Regions from separate parts of the Zea mays genome. Here region 2 is linked to region 1. Evidence: chromatin contacts called from public Hi-C data. All regions are on one chromosome and are shown on one strand. Each heading gives the region's core, a stretch centred on a gene start, on an enhancer-like site or on the middle of the called end of the contact. The rest is flanking DNA. Distances are from core to core; before and after follow the strand shown. Region 1 holds the start of LOC100191394 (Glycosyltransferase family 61 protein). Region 2 overlaps LOC100216715 (CDP-diacylglycerol--serine O-phosphatidyltransferase 1).

Region 1 (5,754 bases), core at 30-2,529:
GGGATCCATCAGCGGCCGTTGCGCTCTGGCATGGCGAAATCTATGGCGGGTGCGGGGGAGGAAGGTGACGGGCTGCGGCCCGGAGCACCGTGGTGGAGGCACGGTGAAGCCGTGGACGCCCTCGCTATACCTTTAAGGTGTAGTAGAGATAAAGGCATATGTGATTTGTTGGCTAGATGGGTGTGAATATAGGTTTAGAGGAAACAACCACGGTTTGTGAATCCCATTTGTGTATAGTTTTAGCACTTTTACTATTTAAATATGGAGGAGCACGACAACGGTAGAAACCGTGAAACCATAGAAACTGATACTTTAATATAAGTAGAGAATACAAGATATATATAAGAGAAAACTCTAAAATATGTTTATTTTTATGATGTGTCACGTACTCACGTGATTATAGTAGGCTTTAAAATCCCTTGGATCAGTAATAGCAGAATGGGAAAGCTTTAAAATCCCTTGGATCAGTAATAGCAGAATGGGAAAGCATGCTCTTCTTGGCCAGTGGCCACGACTAAAAATACCCCCAAAAAATGGAAATGGCGGCATGCTGGCTTGGACCCAAATTCCAAGCCGGTGCTACGCGGGCGGGCCTAACAGTAACAGCAACCTGCGTGTGCGCGTCCGTGTGGACAATTTCGACTGGCACCGGTATTCCAGTAGTGGCCTTTTATGAGGGAAGGGAGAAGAAGATGAGCAAGAAAAGTTGGGTGTAAGCTGTCACCCCAAGACCTGATTATCAAAACCCTAACAACGCGGCACACTAGCACTCCATTACGGCATTATCCCATCGGATCATCATATTCCTAGTCCCCCCACATCTGCACATGGCACGAGCAAAGCCCGGCCGCTTAGTTTTTTTCTCAGAGTGGAGGCTGGTCAGGGGCGGCGTAGATTAGTGCAGAAAGGAGACGACCCCTGCATGCGCAATGCGCTAGATAATTATCCTACGAAAAAGGGGGGGGGGGGGGGGGGGGGGGCAAGGCGATTGATGCCACACACAGCCTAGGGTAGAGCTAGCTACAACTACAAAAGCAGACAACTTGGAGGAGGCCAACCCCAGCACACCTCCCTTTACCCTTCCTTCTCTCCCATGCAAGCAAGGAATCGAGGGAGGGAGGGAGGAAGCAAAAGGGGAAAAGCTCGTGCAAGACAAGCCGCCCTGCCCTGGGACCATTCCCACCCACATCGATCGTCAGCCAGAGAGAGGTTCGTTAGTTCCAGAAGGACACTGGACAGTTGGAGACAGCGAGCGAGCGAGCGAGCGAGCGGGAGGAGAGGAAGAAGAGCTAGGGGGCGATGGGCGGCGAGATGAAGCCCGGGAGGGGCCTCAGGACCTGGGCGCAGCGCCACCTCAACGTCACCTTCGCCGTCGGCTTCCTCCTCGTGCTGCTCACCTACCTCGTCGTCTCGCGGCAGCTCGCCGTCGCCGCGCCCGGCGGTACGGGAATTCTGACTTTGTTATCTTCCGTTCTGGTCCTGCACTGCGCGCCGATCACTGTTTCATATCCGTTCCCCGGCCGCACGCGTCTCTCTTCCTCTCTCCGTTAATTTTCGGCGAACCGAATGGTGACCGTGTCTTATTGCCTCTCGTGCTTGTTCGGTCTGTGCGTGCAGGTGCAGCGTCGAGGGTGGTGGCGGGTAAGCAGGTGGTCGTCAGAGACGCCGGAGACAACGCAGGTGAGCGTTTCTGCCGCCGTGCTGGGGTTCTTGATCGATCGATCGGTCGGCTCTACCTGCTGTTTTCGAAATCGGAGTCTTGAAATTCAGCATCACTGTCTTTCCTATACCAAATTCGAATAATCGGAACCTGGGTCTGTCTGGGTGGGTGAATGACACGGAATTGTCTGTTTGCCGAACGCAGAGGGCGCGAGCAAAAGGCGGCAGGAATGGCAGCCAAAACAGGCGGCGGCGGAGGAGGAGGAGACGTCCGGTGCCGTCCCAACGGAGGAGGAGGAGTCGTATCCGAAAAGAGATGAGGCCGACGGCAAACCGTCTGGTACGTGCAAATATCTGCTTCCAGAAACAACAAGCAAATACCCATCCCATCCCATCCCATCTTCTTCTGGCGTCTCCTGCCGCGTCACCGTTATCATCGTACCGCGAGCTGCTTTCATCGTCTCGGCCATTTCTGTCCCTCCCAACATATCGCAAAGATTCTGAATTCTGGCCACCGAAAAAAAAAGATGCCGAATTCCGGGGAAGTTTTCAGCACTGTCTACGTCTGTCACGCGGGCCCTGCGCCAAGTGTTCGTTCTCATTTGGTTTGTCGCGCGCGTGCAGCAGAGGCAGAGACGACGACGACGACGACGAGCAAGGCCGTGTGCAACACGGACGGCCCCGTGTCCGAGACGTGCGACCTGGACGGCGACGTCCGCACCAACGGCAGCGCCCTATCTGTGACGTTCGTCCCGGCGAGCCCGTCGGAGCGGCGGGAGTGGAAGGTCCGGCCGTACTCGCGCCGGACCATGGTGGGCGTCGACAGGGTCACCGTGACGCGGCTGGGGTCCCCGGATGACCCGGCGGCGCCGTGCGCGGTGGCGCACAGCGTGCCGGGCGTGCTGTTCGCGCTCGGCGGGCTCACGGGCAACTACTGGCACGACTTCAGCGACGTGCTGATGCCGCTGTACGCCGCGTCGCGGCGGTACGGCGGGGAGGTCCTGTTCCTGGTCAGCAACATGCAGCCGTGGTGGCTGGGCAAGTACGAGGCCGTGGTGCGGCGGCTGTCCAGGTACGACGCCGTGGACCTGGACCGGGACGCGCGGGTGCGCTGCTTCCGCCGCCTCACCGTGGGCCTGCGCCTGCACAAGGAGCTCGGCGTCGCGCCGGAGCTCACGGCGCCGGACCGGCTGACCACGGCCGACTTCACGGCGTTCCTGCGCGAGACGTACGCGCTCCAGCGCGGCGCGCCGGCGGCGGTCCCGACGACGGAGGGGAGAAAGCCGCGGCTAATGCTGATCCACCGCGCGCACTACCGCCGGTTCGTGAACGTGCCGGAGATCACGCGCGCAGCGGAGGCGGCGGGGTTCGAGGTGGCGGTGGCGAGCCCGCGCGGCGACGCGCCCGTGGAGGAGACGGCGCGGGCGGTGAACTCGTGCGACGCGCTGCTGGGCGTGCACGGCGCCGGGCTGACGAACGCCGTGTTCCTGCCCCCCGGCGCGGTGCTGATCCAGGTGGTGCCGTACGGGCGGCTGGAGCGCATGGCGCGCCGGGACTTCGGGGACCCCGCGGAGGACATGGGCCTGCGCTACCTGGAGTACAGCGTGTCCGCGGAGGAGAGCACCCTGCTGGAGATGCTGGGGCCGGAGCACCCGGTGATCAGGGACCCGGACTCCGTGCACCGCAGCGGCTGGGACAAGGTCGCCGAGTACTACCTCGGCAAGCAGGACGTGCGCATCGACGTGGACCGCTTCGCGCCCACGCTCGCGCAGGCGATGGACCACCTGCGGCACCGCCACCAGTGAGCCTTCATTGGTCGAACGAGCTGCACATGGAGGGAGGATACGTACATCATAACACATCTCACTCACATAAGGGACGCACATGCAAACTTGCGTTTGGCGGATAGGTTAGCTCCAAACTGTAAGTCATCGATTGTTTGGTACAGAATCGAGCGGCGTATACGTATTCTTTATCGTCTTTGTCTGAACCATATACATGTATGTACTGTTTCATTCAGTCGCTAGATTAGCTGCGAAATGAAGTCATTTTGTTTGTTCGTTTCCGTTTTGCCGTCAGTTGTTATGGCACGGATTGGTAAACCACCTTGTACTTGCCTACTCGCTCCGTCTCGAAAAGAGATGAATCTGTTAGGCCTTATTCGGCTATTCATATCTTATTTAGATTGGATCATATTGAAAAAAATTATAAAAGATTTTGATTTGTTTGAGATTTAAATCCACTCAATCACATCCCATCCATACGAATTGAGATCAAAACCAACAAGCTTTTCCCTAAAACAACCGTCTTTTTAGCAATGCTGCTCGCTAACCGTTCGCCAGACCATGCCCTAGCCGGCGGTGAATAGTTTGGTTGCGAGCTTTCATAGCAAACTATATAACTCGAGTGACAGACAGGTCAAATTCGCCATCAGAATTGACAGGATGTCTCTGATAAGTAAAAGTTTGGCTGAAGATCGAGCATCCGAGTGACAGGCAGGAACTTGGAGCTTTCGAAGCAGCTTTGAAGTACAGGAGCACTGAATGCTGAGACAATCAGAGCCTAACCAGGTGGTGGTCCGTCACCATTGGTTGGCTGATTATACAATCAGTTTTGGCCTCTTGGGAAAGAAATTGATGGTACCCTCCGCTGCTGCTGTGGCGACAGGAAACATTCTACATTCCCTTGTCAAAAGCATACCAGTACGACATACGATACGGATCTTCAGTTTTCACTTCAGGGTTTCATGCCAACTATGAAAATAAACATTAGTGGCTAATGTAGAAACTTAAATCCCTAGCACATTTCCCCCTCAATCCTGGGAATCCCAGAGTAGATTTAATAAGTTTCCAAACTTACCCTATAAGATCCCTTAACAAGCTGTAACATTTATGTACTCCCTCCATTTCAAATTACAAGCATTCCAGCTTTTTTTTTGGAAAGTCAAAATATCTTAAACTTTATCAAACCTATTAGAATAATTATAAAGATCTATGACATCAAAATAGATATACTACTATAAAAAAAGATATAATTAATGAAGAATTTAACAATACTTATTTAGCATATAGTAAATATTATTATTTTATTGTATACATTTGGTTAAATTTGAGACGCTTTGATTCTCCAAGAAAGTTAGAACGGCTTATAATTTAGGACGGGAGGGAGTATATCACTTACAAATCTACAATTCGTACATATGCTGAGATTCCACCGATGTTTACATTGCAAAATGTATTCGGTTGCCCTCGCAAAAGATTGTTTATAAGGCCCGTATCTGGCTCACATTTTTTTATCCTTTAGTTCTCTCATTGATTCCTATGATTTCCATGGCGTTCGGTTCTTAAGATTCATCAGCGAAATGCACGCTGAGCTCTGAGTACCTGCCATGCATCCCTTTTAGCCCATTTTCTACTGTCATCTGCCTCCTCTTCAACTCGATAGTATCTTGTATCAGTTCATTGATGTCCCTGAAGCTTTGGAAGGCTGCTGCTTCAAGAATGAAATGACAAGGAGCAAAGAGAATTGAAAGATATAGTGTTTAGTCAAATTTGGTTGATTTGTTTTTACTAAGGAGCAGTGAAAATTGTAGTTTGAATCTGCCAGATTTCCAGGTGCTGAGTCAGAGTGCTGTTGCTGTGTATTGTGGTGTGTTGTTCAGTTGTGTGTGGGTGAGTGGATTTTTTTTTTGGGGGGGGGGGGGGGGGTCTGTCTGTTGCACAATTGGTTTGCTTTTTCTCACTTTGATGAAAATGCAGCTTTTCTAAACATAAAAAAGGAAAAAAAAACTGCCGCTATTGTTAGCTTTAGAAGCTTAATTAGCAGCTGAATGTGGCAGCTCTCCCCGGATTATATTTTGTTAGGTTGATGGGAGCTAGCTATAGTCTAAACACTAAATTTATGGATGCAACATTTCTCCGGTTCATTTCATTGCTGAAGCAACTTCAGTAGTTCTTCAAAGAACAAAATGATTGTCGCTTCTTTTATGTGGATTGTGGTACACAAGCGCTGCTGGACAGCAGATCTTCCTGCCAGGGACTTGCACATCCAGTTCAGTGTCCACTGAGGAAACAATTGATTGTTCGCTCACTATTG
Region 2 (6,099 bases), core at 1,204-3,703, 360 kb after region 1:
TCAGCCCGGACACGACACGACCTATAAAGTTGACACTGTCGTGATACGATGCTCTCGCTCCAGTTGTTGATCAACCTCCCACCGCTCCGTCTCAAACATTGATTTAATCATTCAGAGGGAAGGGTATATAAATCATATCGCATCCATCTCTCTGTATCCGCTTAAACCCTAATCAATGTACCATGCCACTCTCTCGCTCTCTCACTCTTCTCTCTTGGCTCTCTTTGGCTGTGACTCTCCTGCCTCCCCTTTCGTCTCTAGCCTTTTGTCTTCTTCTCGTCCTCCAGTGGCTTCTTGAGCCACTAATGTTTGGTATTGTCTCATTACACAACCATCTATACCCCCAATGCTCGTGTTTCAACTCACGTGCACTATATCTTCATCTACTCTCACTACTCCAACCGAAGGTATAACTCCCAAGTTTTTCACATTCATCTAGTGGTTAATGAGCGAGGGATATCCTAAGTTTATTAAGTACTATCATTGGTATCCGTTAGCCTAAGATCCCTAACCCTAAAACTCTAAGAACCTTCGGTTTCATTCAAGCCTCGAGCAAATCAAAGTCTACAAGTAGGAAGTAAGGTATTATTTGAACCAAATCGAAGAAGACAAAAAAATCATAAAACATCAAATTAGCAAACCTTAACCCTAAGTTTTGAAAGAAATATCTCAGCCTAGTCGAGGGAAACAATCCCATGGTGACGGTAGAGCTCGCTGGTGCGGCCTGCAATCGTGGCCCCATGTTGTGCCCGTGGCCTTACGCATTGGTAGTGTGCTCACTTGCTAGGGACGCAAACAGACGGGAATAGTTAGGAAAATCCTTCAACCACTTTCAAATCCTTATTTTAATCTAAAATCAAGAATAGGAATATGATCATCGACCGAGAAAACGAAACCTAGAGTAACAAGGTCACGTTAAACGATACAATCGATCGGGAACACATCGATAATGGTTGGAAACTGAAAATTAAAATTGGGAATATACCAATGCATCTAAATGCTCCAAATTGGGAACACATCGATAGCCTGTGGAGTCTCGACGATATTTCCAAGTATCGACAAGGAAGTTGTGCCTCTTGCTTAGGAAACATGTCTATGATGACATGCAAATCTTTAAAGGAGCACCAGATTGGCGACAACGAGCATTTATCTGAAGGGGGCGAAGGGGAGAAGAAGGGCCTAATAAATACGTTCTTATACTGAAACTCGTGAAAATTACGTAGTATGAACCTTAGAAGTTGCAATGACATGACAAGGTGAGATTCATGTTCCCTTAAATGATTAATCTTACAACACACATTACCAATAAACAAGTCAGAAAGGAGGGAACTAGGTGTTCAATGGAAGTTAATTATGCAAAGACCTTCATAATCATATACCTTGGAAGGTTCTCTTGACAGGGGCAGATATAGAGCAGGGACGCAAAATGTCGATCCATGTAGCAGTGATATTGTTCATCTATTTATAGAGTCAAACAACTATACATACTTGTATAAAATTACAAATTTTCCCTCCATATTACATAATCGTCATACACAACAATAGGAGTATAGTTTCATCATTTTACGTCATTGATGTATTGTATATGACTTCTCTTGTCCCTAGAAGGCTTCAACTTTTTTCGTTGGTCAGAAGCTTCGAAGACATTAGGGCTTCGATACTTTGAAGGCGTTAAGGCTTCAACTTCTTTTATCTATCCAAAGCTTCAACTCCATCCTTGGTCCGAAGTTCCTCTGTGTTTCAGATTTGATTTCGTTTGTTACCCTGAAACTTTAAACTGGACAAGGCTCTAATAATATGGACCTTCAGTAAGGGGTTCTCCCCAACAACAGCTCTGCGCTTACCATAAACCCTCAATATCTGGCTCAAAGGAAACGAAATCCGATTTACCTCCCTCGTTTCTGATATGGACCCACGTAAGATGACTGATGTGGTTCCATGTTAGCTAAAACCACTAAAAGAGGTAAATTAGACGATTACAATAGTTTGAGATCGATTTTATAGTTGAATGTGGTAAATTGGACTACTCCAACAGTTAGGGCCACTTGGGGGTCCCTATCTTTTCTTAGGGTGAACAATTCTAGAGGGTGTCATTTGAATAAGACATTTAGTTATTTATGAGATGGTTTTTCTCTTTGGATCTGGGCCCACTTGTTTCCAAACTGGTCCAGGCAGAACTTGAGGAAGAATGAAGCAGGATATATTTTATATAACAAAAATGAAGCAGATTGGATTGGACTCACTTCACTCCTGCCAAAGTGGAGGTCCGCCCTGTACTCTCGAAAGGACAGGGAATTCCAAAGGACAGAAGAGAAGAGGAAGTGTGGAGGCCGTCTTGGACTAGTGGAGCAAACATATAAGAATATCTACATTTCATAGGCCTGCTAAAGGCCTGGAAGACTATGGAGGAGGACCAACCTAAACTAATGGCCCAGGCATGGACAAGAATACATTCATCAGCCGTACATGCCTACCAACTATCCTCACACATCAGAATGAAACACCTGAGTCAGCAAACGGGCTCACACCATGCAACACACAACACACACAGATAGGACTATATAGTCTGCTGCTTCACTAAAAGGAAACGATGCAGTTAATTTCCGTGCCCACGTCAGTGTTAGTGTCGTGCAACCTGCAGATATGGTTTCCTGGGCCATCGAGAAACATTATTCAACAGTTTGGGATTCGAATCCCATTATTTCATAGGTTGTTGCATCAAGGGTTCTCCACATTTAAGAGACGGCCAACGAAGTAGTACGCGGCAATACAGACGAATTAAAGGGCCAAAGGGGAACCAGTATCCTACTTCGCTGACGGAAAATACAAAGACAAAGAAGGCATAGAAATTTCTCATGGATAATCCTCTTCAGATCACCAAGACTTGACTGCTAGCACATGTACACAATTTGAATAAATTTTTATGTACACGATAACACTAAATCGGGTAAAGAATGGAGGCAAACAAATCATTTTTTTGGTCACAATTATATCATTTTCCTTTTCATTGTTCGGTATTTCCACGTCCACACAAAGAGCACGAGAAGCAAGGCGACTGCTGACCAGAATGTGATCAGCCACGAAGGCATTGACTTTGGAAACAGACCTGCACAGGACACCCCCCCTGCAGTCAGCGCGCTTCAGACTGTACTTGCAAGCTACATATACGCAGAGGAGTTGGGAGCAACACTCACCGTGTCCAAACTTGATGCAGATTAGGAGCTCCACAATGCATATAGCCAGGGAAAGCCAGCAGAAGGATCCCACCTTTTTAAATGGTTTGCTGAAACCAATCGTCAAACAATTATTATTCCAGAAAGAAAAAAAAATGCCATAATAATTACTAATGGCAACACTTGGTTGCACTAGTATAAACTAACTTGTTGATTCCAAAATTTCATGACATGCACAGTTCACATGCTAGCCAGCCATGTCTAGTTGACAGGAACCATTTGTATACAATCACATGTACACTGTCAGCGATAGCATGTGAGCACGACAAATAGTGGAAAAGTCAGGGCTCAGCAGACCGAGCATCCAAAATTGCTCCTATCAGAACAATGATTGTTTGAGGTAAAATGGGCCATCCCGACTGCATACTGATTACTGCAAAGCAGCTTTGTAAATTCTGAACCAAGTGACTTCGAAATTATACCTGTCTTGCAAGTAGGTATTGTACTCGCGGATGGTTGGTATCGCGATTAACCACCAAAGGACCAGCCGATAGACAATCAAGGGGTTCCGCGGAGGGATCCACAGGCAGAACTTGAGGAAGAATGTGTTCAGCTCGACAGCCATGAAAACAACGCAGAGGCTCAGCACCTGGATGAATCTCCAAGGACCCCGCGTAGGGTGCCACTCATCCTTGTCCCACTGCGCTGGTGTGAACTGTCCCAGCATCCTTTTTACCTAAGGAGAAGAAAATGCTAAATAAATAAACAAACTCTGAGAAAAGGTCAGCTATAAATGTTAAATCAAAGATTCGAGGGCTGAAGATTAGTTTCTGAAGCACATATAGGAATAGCCAGTTTGGCCACGCATGTCTTCAAAGAAAATTACTGGTGGGAAAAAAAGAGAATAACTTATGGAGGCTATTATTTCTATTACAGCCATTAAAGGAAAAAGAGAAGAAAATCTGCATTTTTTATGTTAAGGCCTGTGTGTTATAGGTTATAGTTAACCTATCAAATATATACGAAAGTGCAAGGTGTTGCATTGAAAAACTTGAGATGCACTCAAACAACACAAGTATAGGCTAGCTAAGGGACATTTTAAGAGAACAGAGAGCATCTTGTCTTGGTTTCTCAGCACATCCCACATGCCCCGGACTCATCACCTTATCATAGGACTAAAGTAGGACAAACATCATGTACAGTTTGGGAGCCAATATGTTCCCTCAAAGAGGAACATCCACCAAAACTGGGAAATAGATCCAGCTCAACTGCATGCTCTGCAGTACAGCTCATTTGACTACACATCCAATGAACGCACCTTACTGATAATGTTGGGTTGGCGGCTCAAACCAACCCATTCGTATGTCCTCCCATCGAAGTACCGCACAGTTCTCATTCCAGTCCAAATACCTGAACCATAGACCAAATGGCCTCAGTCAATAAGTGCTGAAACCTTGCAGATAAATATGAATGGCTAAATTATGCCACAATCAGTATAAGACTTAGGAAATGCAAATAAAATTACACAGAGAAGAACAGCCAATAAATTGGAGAGGAACGATAAACAAGGGCAGCAACTGAGTTTACAGAGATATATGCATGAAAACATTCTCTATTCAGCAGCTGACCAAGTTCATAAAGTACAATTCCTGCAAAATTCCATAGCTTTGTTCATTCATCAAAACCTAAGATTTTTTCTAAACTTATACTCCCCCCATTCCAAAATAGTATTCGTTTTAGCTCTTGATTTTTATGTCTATATTTAAATGGATGATAATGAATCTAGACACATACAAAACACATACATCAAGTATTGTATGAATCCAGTAATTACCTAAAACGAATTTCATTTGGGACAGAGGGAGTATTTCTTACCTGAGTAATCATATTACAATGTTTAATGTACGAAGGACATGTACAAGAAAAGCACTAAGGTATTCTGATGTGCTAAATGAAGGTATTCAGGGGCTACCCAAACAAGCACATATAGAAAATTACTAAAACCACATAAAAATCTCACCAAACCAATTGCAGATCAATATGTCTAGGACAATGCTGTCCCACCAGCACTCGTTGAAATTTGGCAACATATGGCGAAAAGTGAGCTGCAATACATGTAACACTACATTAGGAACCTGGGTTTGGAAAGCACAAGTCAAGAGTTATTTGACCACAACATAAAGAGTATACCTCCATTAATTCAAACCCAATTGATAACACCCACAAAAGTGGTTGGTTTCGTATCATTATAGCCTTACCCCACCATCCGAGGATATGAGCGATAACAAACTCATCAAAAATTATCTCCTAGAAAAAACTATATTCAAATCAGTAACTTGAAGCATAATGAATAGTCAAGAGTGCTTAGTCAAAAGTATATGAGAAACGAAATTGAACAAAAAGGAAAGTAGGTCGGTGAATGAAGTCATCATACATAAACATTGTTAAACCTGCTTTTCGGATGGTCAGGTACATATATGCGGCAATCAGTTCCATATGATCTTTCAGGTAATTCTGCTCAAAGTACAAATATCAAATTAGCATTTATCAAGCATTAAATCTACAACAGTAAGTCTGATCCAAAAGTTAAATGCATTACCGACACCAAGATCAGGATGAAGATACTTCATGAATTGCCTAGCATCATCACGAGTCTGCAAAACAAAGTTCATGAAAATATGAAATGACATAATGACTACATTTTGCCGCTCTTCTCTTTAAAATCTTTGCCATTGAAGTCTGACTTGCTGAAATACTGTTTTATCTTATGAGGATGAGCCATTGAGTAATAATACAACATAACATCAGAGTAGAGATGAGGGAAAATTTGGGACTGAGATTGGCTTCACATGGTGGAAATACAGCAGTGCATAGCTCCTGATCTGGTTTCAATCTTCGGCAGGAGGGGGTGAAAGCACCCCTAAAG

The links. A called contact is a pair of places that touch in the nucleus more often than the background predicts.
Region 2: a contact with region 1 is called in a Hi-C map of ear, with 2.7 times the contacts expected there. The contact joins the enhancer-like site here to the promoter of LOC100191394 in region 1. A contact is called at or near these places in 3 of 25 Hi-C or Micro-C datasets (ear and leaf).

Annotation. Positions count from the first base shown.
Region 1 is chr3:26,144,048-26,149,801 of Zm-B73-REFERENCE-NAM-5.0, forward strand. It overlaps LOC100191394 (Glycosyltransferase family 61 protein), which reads left to right and starts at 1,280. Exons shown (of 4, transcript NM_001136828.1): 1 at 1,280-1,441; 2 at 1,618-1,680; 3 at 1,865-1,999; 4 at 2,284-3,719. The coding sequence starts at 1,300. The coding sequence ends at 3,464.
Region 2 is chr3:26,502,253-26,508,351 of Zm-B73-REFERENCE-NAM-5.0, forward strand. It overlaps LOC100216715 (CDP-diacylglycerol--serine O-phosphatidyltransferase 1), which reads right to left. Exons shown (of 13, transcript NM_001143120.1): 6 at 5,773-5,827; 7 at 5,608-5,687; 8 at 5,364-5,480; 9 at 5,194-5,278; 10 at 4,492-4,583; 11 at 3,656-3,909; 12 at 3,195-3,283; 13 at 2,845-3,106. The coding sequence ends at 2,988. Among protein-coding and RNA genes, the nearest start is that of LOC100216715, 7.1 kb to the right of the region's middle. Within about 2 kb of position 2,454, at least 18 of the 20 cell types and tissues checked have an H3K27ac peak or open chromatin away from gene starts, as enhancers often do. A contact at or near this core is called in ear and leaf, where this site is marked.